3 separate regions of the Sus scrofa genome follow, and regions 1 and 3 are each linked to region 2. The links are chromatin contacts, called in public Hi-C maps. All regions are on one chromosome and are shown on one strand. Each heading gives the region's core, a stretch centred on a gene start, on an enhancer-like site or on the middle of the called end of the contact. The rest is flanking DNA. Distances are from core to core; before and after follow the strand shown. Region 1 has its middle 18 kb from the start of RMI2. Region 2 holds the start of NUBP1 (nucleotide binding protein 1). Region 3 holds the start of RMI2 (recQ-mediated genome instability protein 2).

Region 1 (2,700 bases), core at 139-2,638, 540 kb before region 2:
CCCTGGGTCAGAAAATTCCAGATACCACAGTGAGGCCAAAAAAGAAAAAGAAAAAGAAAAAAGAAGAAAAAGAAAAAAAATGAAATACTAAATTCTGTACTATTTTTTTTTCTAACTTCCAGATAATTGTTTCTGTTTCCTAGGAGCCAGGTCCAGGTCCAGCTCTGGGAATCCTGCAGTTTTGTTGTTAGGAAGTCCCTCTTTCCAAAAACTAGAAACAACCAAATGCCCACTGATTGAATCACGAAAGAACAAATTATTGTCTTTCCATGAAATGGAGTATAATTCTGTCATCAAAAGATATGAAGCACTGACACGTGCTACAAAACAGATGGACCATGAAAATATTAGGTTGAGTGAAAGAAGTGTGAAAACAAACAGAAACCTCATTTAAAAAATGGTGTCAGGAGACCAGAAGAGGGAGTTCTTACATCCTGCTACTCAATGTCAATTCCTGACCCAATAGGAAGAGATGTACCCTGTATCTCCATGCTAAACTTTACTACCTCTGAAAGAGGAAGATTTTCTCCTCACCTAGCAACAGCTCAGCTAATGAGAGACTGTCACAATTCAACCAATGAAAAGCCACTACACTTCAAACTCCCAGTTTCCTCCAATGAACTCTCTGTTTGTAACAACTCCTCTCAGCTCCCCTTTCTCATCTACAAAAGAATGTGCCTTTCTTGTGTTCTCTACACTTGACCATGGTTGGCCATATGTTGCATGTCCTGAATTCTAACTCTTTGCTGTTCCTGAATAAAGCTATTTTACTGGTAAAATAATTGGCTGGGGTTTTTTAAATTTGATTTAGGTTAACAGAAGCCAGACACAAAATTCCATGATACCATACATATGAAACGTCCAGAGTAGATAAAACCATAGAGACCGAAAGTAGATTCGTGGTTGTCAGGACATCAGGGGGATGGGAGGATTGGGGCGGTGGCGGGGGGATACTCATGGGTAGGGAGTTTCTTTTTAGGACTGAGGAAAAGGTTCTGGAATTAGTATGATGGTTGCTCATGCTTGTGAATACACACACACACACACACACACACACACACACACAATCCCACTGAATGGCACAATTTGATGAGTTTTATGTTATGGAAATTATATCTCAGTTCTTTAAGAAAGACTAGTAGGTGAAGGAAAGCACCGCAAATGATATTTTGATTTCATCATAGAAACAAAGGCTTTTTTTCCAAAAGAAAGAAAAGGAAATTTCTTTCGGTTTCTGCAGACTTCTTCTCCTGTGCACTCACCAAGAAAATCTTTTGTCTGCTCCTACCCAACCAGATAAAAGGCCTTTGTCTGACTTTTAAGCCTGGCAGGTAAATGAGAACAGGGCCCCAACTACAGAGAGAGAAGAATCCCTCAGCCCCCATTGGATGTGAGCCTCCCACACACCATGACTCACTTTACCCAGTAACAGCCTTCCCTTCCTGTTTACCAGAGAGAGAATAAAATGGCGCTGCTTTTCTTTTTTTGCCAATAATTTATATAAGCCAACTTTTGCAAACAATAGTTGCCTTAGCAACCTCTGGCCCATTCTCTTGGGCTAAAAAATTACTCTCCAGTCGGACTGTCCTTTTCCAGCCAATTTAAGTTTATTTTGAAATCTCACTGAAGACGGGAAAAGTTTAGGTGTTCACAAAGGTTGGCCATGGGCAAGTCATCAGCAGGAATGCCCCGGGCCGAGGACCAAAGACCCAGGAAACAAGTCCTTTACCATGCTTTAGTTTAGCCTTCCCTGGCCATGACAATACTGGATTTGCTTTTGAAGTTCAACCATTTGGTCCATGTTCCCCCATGGCAGTAACGAAAGATGTGTGATCCCAAATCACAGGTAGGATGAATTGGGGCGGGGGGAGCTTTGGGAAAATATTGACTTGGGGAGTGAAGGCTGTAACGCATCGTTGTCTGGTTTTACTTTGAACCCTGTGACAGAGGAGCAGTCCAGGCGGCCATGCTCAGGGACTTCGTGTTCTAGAGCAAAGATGCTGCCTGGAAACCCGCCCCTTCTTTGTCACTGCCATGTCACACTCGGCCCTCTCTCGGCTCTGCTCAGCGCGGGGGCTTCTCCCCAGCCAACAGTCTAGAAAAGAGGTAAGTCAGCTCATCCAGAGGGGAGCAGACCAAAGTCATGCACGTGCTACGGACCAGCTGGCTGCTTTGTGCGCTCACCCCGGCCCAGGGCCAGCTTCATGGGTGAGCCAAGTATCCGCCAAGGCCCTGCCCTCCGAAGCACTCCCCCACTTTCCTGGTGCTGTCACCATCTTGAACCTTAACTTTTGACTGAGGGGCCCTGCATTTCCATTTTATACTGGGCCCCCCAAATTACGTAGCTTCAGAGCCATTTGACGAAGGTTCTCAGGTGACTCAAACAGGTCAGAGTTTCCATAAAACAAGGAGCTGACCAGCCATGGAGCCCCTTCCAGGAAGACCCATCCCTCGAACTAGAATCACTGCCACTTCCTCATGGAGCCTTAAACAGCTCAGTAACCTGCCCGAGGCTACCCTCAGGTTGGCAGCCCGACTGGGCAAGAAAGGGTCTCACAACTGTGGCATCAAGAGTAAGGAGAGGGGCCGGGGCCAAACGACTGGGGCCTGTGTTATAAGCGTTTGGGGCTAAAAACTCCCGGAAGGCACAGGACCCACTCTGTCCTTACAGTGTTACTCTAAGTGGCCTGTCCTGAGCCG
Region 2 (2,700 bases), core at 68-2,567:
ACAATGCTTGATTTTTTCTTTCTTTTTTTTTTTTTGTCCTTTTTAGGGCCCCACCCGTGACATATGCAAGTTCCCAGGCTAGGGGTCGAATTGGAGATGCAGCTGCCAGCCTGCACCACAGCCACATCAACTCGGGATCCAAGCCATGTCTGCGACAGACACCTCAGCTCATGGCAACGCCAGGTCCGCAACCAACTGAGCAAGGTCAGGGAACAAACCAGCGTCCTCATGGATACTAGTCGGATTTGTTTCCGATGAGCCATGACAGAAACTCCTATTTTTTTCTCCATTTTTGATGAGGGAATGGAGGCTCAAAAAGGTTAAGACTGTTGCACAGTCACACTATGTGCAGTGGTCCCAAGAATCAAACCCGCGTCTCTCTTTGAATTCCTTCAAAATTCTTCCCCTAGCCTGCTTTTTAAGATCTCAGTAGGCTCTCACTCTTCAGTTTCTCTTTCGCAGTATTTACTACTGTGCTGATGTGGTTACTGTGGGTCTCCCCTATTAAACACACTTTCCCTAGTGATCTCATCTACCTCTTTCACAACTGATTCCCCAGCATGGAGCACCGCGCCTTCAAGTGATTGACACGTACTTTTGTTGAATTAATGGAAGAATCGCTCCTCAAAAGAAGGAAAAGTTTGTCCAAAGAGAGCAGCTGGTGAAGCTAAGATTTAAGCCCTAACTACCCAACTTCAATCACTCCCGGTTCCTTGGGGTGACCGCCTCCTCCCGACCACTTCTAGTTACTGTCACTCAAACCTCTGGCCCCACCCACCCCTCACCGGCAGCCCTGCTAAAACCCCTCTGGATTCCACCCAGACAAGGTATCAGAAGCCATCCGCCCAATGTTCCCCGCCTTTAAAGTGCCCCGCCCCTCTGGGTCTCGCTCCTGTCACTCATTCCTAAAGCCCCGCCCCTTACTCTGAAGACGCTTCCTCGTTTCGCCTCCCTGGGCCCTGCCCCTGTCACTCAACCTTCAGGTCCCCAACCCATAACCACCCCCACCCACACGCCCCGCCTCTTCCGGGACAGCGATGTCCCCTTCCTGTTCAAGTCGCGCCCTTGCTTACCCGGGTCCGGCGCGGCACCAGCTCCAGAAGCGCATAGCCGCTGGTTCGGACACCCCTGACATGAAGCCCCTCGACCCGCCTGGGCACTGCCGGTCCCGGGACAGTCTGCACGGAGAAAAGATCACCATTCAAGTGGCTCCTGTCTTGTCAGTCCCGCCACTCCCCCAACCCCCGCTTCCGCGCGCTCACCGTGCGGTACCTCCTCCATTCTGCTGCTTTGGACGCCTCTGCGGTCACCGGAAACTGCCGTTGCGTATTTCCGCCTCGAGGCGCCCAATCTGATCCTCCAGCTGCGCGAAATAAATCTCAGCGAGAGGGCGTGTGTACCGCAAATCCTGTGGTCGGGAGCTTGAGGCGTTTCTGTTCCTTTTAAAATTGAGCTGCAGAGATCTATCCCAAGCACTTTAGTAGGTATCTCCTAGGAACAAAGGCGTTATCCTACATGACATCGGTGCCATTTTCATACCCGAGAGATTTGACATTGCTGCAAAATTGTTGGCACACTATTCATTTACTCGGCTGTTCCAAATAGGGCTCCACCCCCAAGTCGCACTTTATCTTTTGTTCGCTCCAATTTCTTTTGAAGAGCCCGCCGCCTCCGCCTCCTCCCACTCCCACTCCCCCGTTAGATTCAGGTTAAAGTTTTTAGCAGAATGTTCTTACCTTTGTATCACAGCAGAAGCACATAATGCCAATCAGTGGACGTCGTTATTGGTGATGTGAGGGCTTGATCACTTGATCAAGATGGTGTGTGTCCTCTTTCTCCAGGGAATGGTACCGTTTTCCATTTGTAATTAATAGAGACTCTCTGGGGGTGATCCATTAAGATCATGTGAATATCCTGTTCTCAATCAACCTTTCACTCAATGGTTTTAGCATCATTCTTACCTGGATGGGTTACATAGGTGTTTGCAAAATTGTGCTTTTTCTCAGTTCTGTCATTATCTATTATCTGAGTTAATTAACTGCCATTCCTCAGTAAATAAGAGATTCCTCCCCGCCCTTTTTGAGACTCACGGACCTTTAAAATATTCTATATTTAATACATTATTCTCTCTGGTCAATTTCTTACTCCCCTCCGTCAGTTTAGCCCGTGAAGCCTAGTCAAGCCAGGTCCTGTGTTACGGACACTAATCCAACATCTTTGTGCTTGTTCTTTCCAACACAGTAAGACTGTGCAGGTTCCCCTTCTATTTGCTCCAGCTATTGCTCCAAGGACCCCCTCGTTGCTTTTCCTGGAGAATGGTGTTTATTTTTTGTCTTGTTAGGGCTGCACACCCAGCACATGGAGGTTCCCGGGCTGCAGGTCGAATTGGAGCTGAAGCTGAGGGCACCAGAGCCATAGCAATGCCAGATCTGAGCCGTGTCTGTGACCTACACCACAGCTCACGGCAACACCGGATCCAAGAATGGTGTTTAGAAATCAAAATGTGGATACTCAGTGTGCTCATTACTACTGGCGTGTCACTGCTTACAGGTTTGGGACAAATTTTAAAGAGTGAACAAACGTCCTCCTGCCTCAGGCATTAAGGATATAGAAACTCATTTTATTTTTTGGCTGCACCTGTGGAAGTTCCTGGGCCAGGGGTGGAACCTACACAACAGTGACCCAAACCTGATGATCAGT
Region 3 (2,700 bases), core at 51-2,550, 520 kb before region 2:
AAGGGTCAGGGGCGGGAAGCTCAACCTCCTGCTGAGAATAGGGGTCAGAAAGACAGTCCCCACCCTGCCGTAGTCTGGCTCAGTATTTCTCAAAGTGTGACCCCCCAGGCCAGTGGCGCCCATAGGCCCTGGGAGCTGGTTAGAAATGCAAATTCTCAGCCCCACCCAGATCTACAGTCTCTGAAACTCTGAGGCTGGCGCCCAGTCATCAAAGGTTTTAACAAGCCCTCAGGGTAAGTTTGCGCACCACTGGTTTAAAAGGAAACGGCAGGGGAGTTCCCGTCGTGGCTCAGCGGAAACAAATCCAACTAGGAATCTTGAGGTTTAGGAACCATGAGGTTGAGGTTCAATCCCCCCGACCTTGCTAACTGGATTAAGGTGCCGGTGTTGCCGTGAGCTACGCAGCTCGGATCCGGCGTGGCTGTGGCTGTGGCCAGCAGCTGTAGCTCCCAATAGACCCCTAGCCTGGGAACTTCCATATGCCTCAGGGGCAGCCCTAAAAAGGATGGATAAATAAATAAACAAATAAAGGAAACAGTGAACTAAGGCTCAAGACAGCTCCATGAAGGAGGGGTACAACAGGACTCCTCATTCCTGGGGTTCAGGAGAGCTTCCTTAATCAAGGTACACTCTGAGTCCAGACCTTAAGGATGAACACAAGTTCCCCACTGTGATTATTCCAAAATGTGACAGGGGTGGGAGGAGGAGGAATCACCCCTAGGGAGGGGAGTGTTGTTACAAACACAGATGCAGGGCTCGTGGCGTCCAAGAAAGACCTGTAATTTACTTTGAACGGGGCAGCAGGTGATGCTTATCATCAGAACAGCTTGGGTGGCGCTTAGCTGGAGAAGAGCAGGAAGGAAGGGTATTCAGGCGGGGGACCAGCGAGGTAAAGACCAGGCCCCGCCCTTGGGCGGTACAAACCGAGAGGGTCATCCGCGGGTTCGAACCCGGCCATTACCTGGCACGAGGCAAGGCCGCCCACGCGGCACCCGTTCCAGGCCGCGCACCGAGAAGGCCCCGCTCGGGTCCCGCAGCCGCGCCTCACCGCCGCCCGCCGTCTCCACCGTGCCCTGCATCCACACGGCCGCCAGCTCCAGCGGTTCGCGCCCCGCCGCCGCCCGCGACAGCCGCCACGCTCCCGGGCCGCCCTCCGCGTCGCGCCGCAGCTGCTCCGCCAGCACCTTGAGCGGCGGCGACCGCGGCAGCCTCACGGCCCCAGGGCCGCCGCCGGAAGACGAGTCCGTGGACGCCGCTGCCGCCATTCTGCCCCGCCGCTTTCCCGCCAACTTTGATAGCGCCTGATCCGCGGCCACCAATCAGGGGCGCGCAGCCGGGGCCGACCAATGAGCGGCGCCGAGGGGCGGGGCCACCAGACCGCGCGGCCCCCAGAGTGCGCATGCGTATGTAAAGTAAATAAACGCCCCCAAGCCGGGAACGAATGGATGAAATGAATTAGAAGAGAAAAAAAATGAATGAAGGAGAAGTAAAGAACTCCTTGTTTCCACGCACCTCAAAATTAGGCATGCACGCAAGTCACCTGGAGAATGTGAGTATTCATCTTTACATCGCCTAGCATAGAGCGGTTCTCTGGGGCCAAAAAATACTAGAAAATACTGAAATGAATAGTTGCCATGATGAGGCATGTTTATTGAGAGGAATCGAGAATTGAGTTGAGAGATAAGGCTGTATGAGTTTTTAAATATATATGTTTATTTATATTTTTATACACAAATATTGTTTTGTATAGTGCTTTTACTTAATAATAAACATCTTCCCATATCAGCAACTATCTCTCTGCTTCCTCTTGACTGACTGCATAAGATTCTGTTTGTCTCATCATCTGCTTGTCTGCATGAGGTTCTATTTGTCCCTAGAATATCTAACCAATCAGTATTCTATAGGTGGACATTAGGCTATTTCCAATTTTTCACTTTATAAATCACTAATAGGATTTAGTGATTTTTACAGCTAAATCTTTCTGCACATGTTTCAAAATTACTTCCTAAAAAATTGCATGGTCCCAATCAGCAAAATCCACAACCTAAACCAAGCAATCTTTTAAATCAAGACCAGTTGTCAGGAGACTGTCCTCCCTAGGCCTCTAGCAATACCAGATTTACAGAGAGTATTCAGTAAGAGCTCAGTTTTTAAAACAGCCAAGACATAATTAAGCTCGGCTCTGTCCTAAGAGCTTTGTCATGAGAAACCCATGTACCCCCCTCAACACACCCTATAAGGACTGTTCTACAAAGGTGGGGAAACAGGCTCACAGAAGCTGGTGGCTTGCCAGTCCCTCTGGCAGTAGCCTCTGTGGGGTCCTGGCCTCTATATCTCAGCCCTAAGTTTAAGGTAACCAGGCTCCTAACTTGAAAAGAAGCAAGGGTTTTAACCAAGAGAGAATCCCACCCCTTCAAGCCTGGTGGGTCATCACTGGCCTTCTCTAAGGCCTCTGAAGGTCAGGAAAGCGATGGGGAAGGGAGCTGGAGTAAAGGCCTGGGAATTTCCCACCATTCTCTTGGCCTTCAGATCCTCCAACTCCATGATGTGTTGCTGGCAGAGTGAACTTTCCAAAACACACGTCTGAACACATCAGTGCCCAGCTTATAACCTGAAGGTGTAATCCCAGCATCTGGAATGTGAGCATTCCAGGTAGAGAGAAATGTACTAGAAGGGCCCAGAGAGAAGGGAGCACAACAC

What was found. A called contact is a pair of places that touch in the nucleus more often than the background predicts.
Region 1: a contact with region 2 is called in a Hi-C map of subcutaneous adipose tissue, with 2.0 times the contacts expected there. The contact joins the enhancer-like site here to the promoter of NUBP1 in region 2. A contact is called at or near these places in 4 of 47 Hi-C or Micro-C datasets (embryonic fibroblasts, heart right ventricle, retroperitoneal adipose tissue and 1 more).
Region 3: a Hi-C map of retroperitoneal adipose tissue shows a contact between it and region 2, with 2.3 times the contacts expected there. The contact joins the promoter of RMI2 here to the promoter of NUBP1 in region 2. A contact is called at or near these places in 3 of 47 Hi-C or Micro-C datasets (embryonic fibroblasts, heart right ventricle and retroperitoneal adipose tissue) and 1 of 2 datasets of contacts at active chromatin or transcription factors (alveolar macrophages).

The regions. Positions count from the first base shown.
Region 1 is chr3:31,795,218-31,797,917 of Sscrofa11.1, forward strand. No RefSeq gene overlaps it. Among named protein-coding and RNA genes, the nearest start is that of RMI2, 18 kb to the right of the region's middle. Within about 2 kb of position 1,389, at least 9 of the 83 cell types and tissues checked have an H3K27ac peak or open chromatin away from gene starts, as enhancers often do. A contact at or near this core is called in subcutaneous adipose tissue, where this site is marked.
Region 2 is chr3:32,330,485-32,333,184 of Sscrofa11.1, forward strand. NUBP1 (nucleotide binding protein 1) reads right to left here and starts at 1,318. Exons shown (of 11, transcript NM_001243382.1): 1 at 1,263-1,318; 2 at 1,074-1,178. The coding sequence starts at 1,281.
Region 3 is chr3:31,813,569-31,816,268 of Sscrofa11.1, forward strand. It overlaps RMI2 (recQ-mediated genome instability protein 2), which reads right to left and starts at 1,301. Exons shown (of 2, transcript XM_003124595.4): 1 at 962-1,301. The coding sequence starts at 1,265.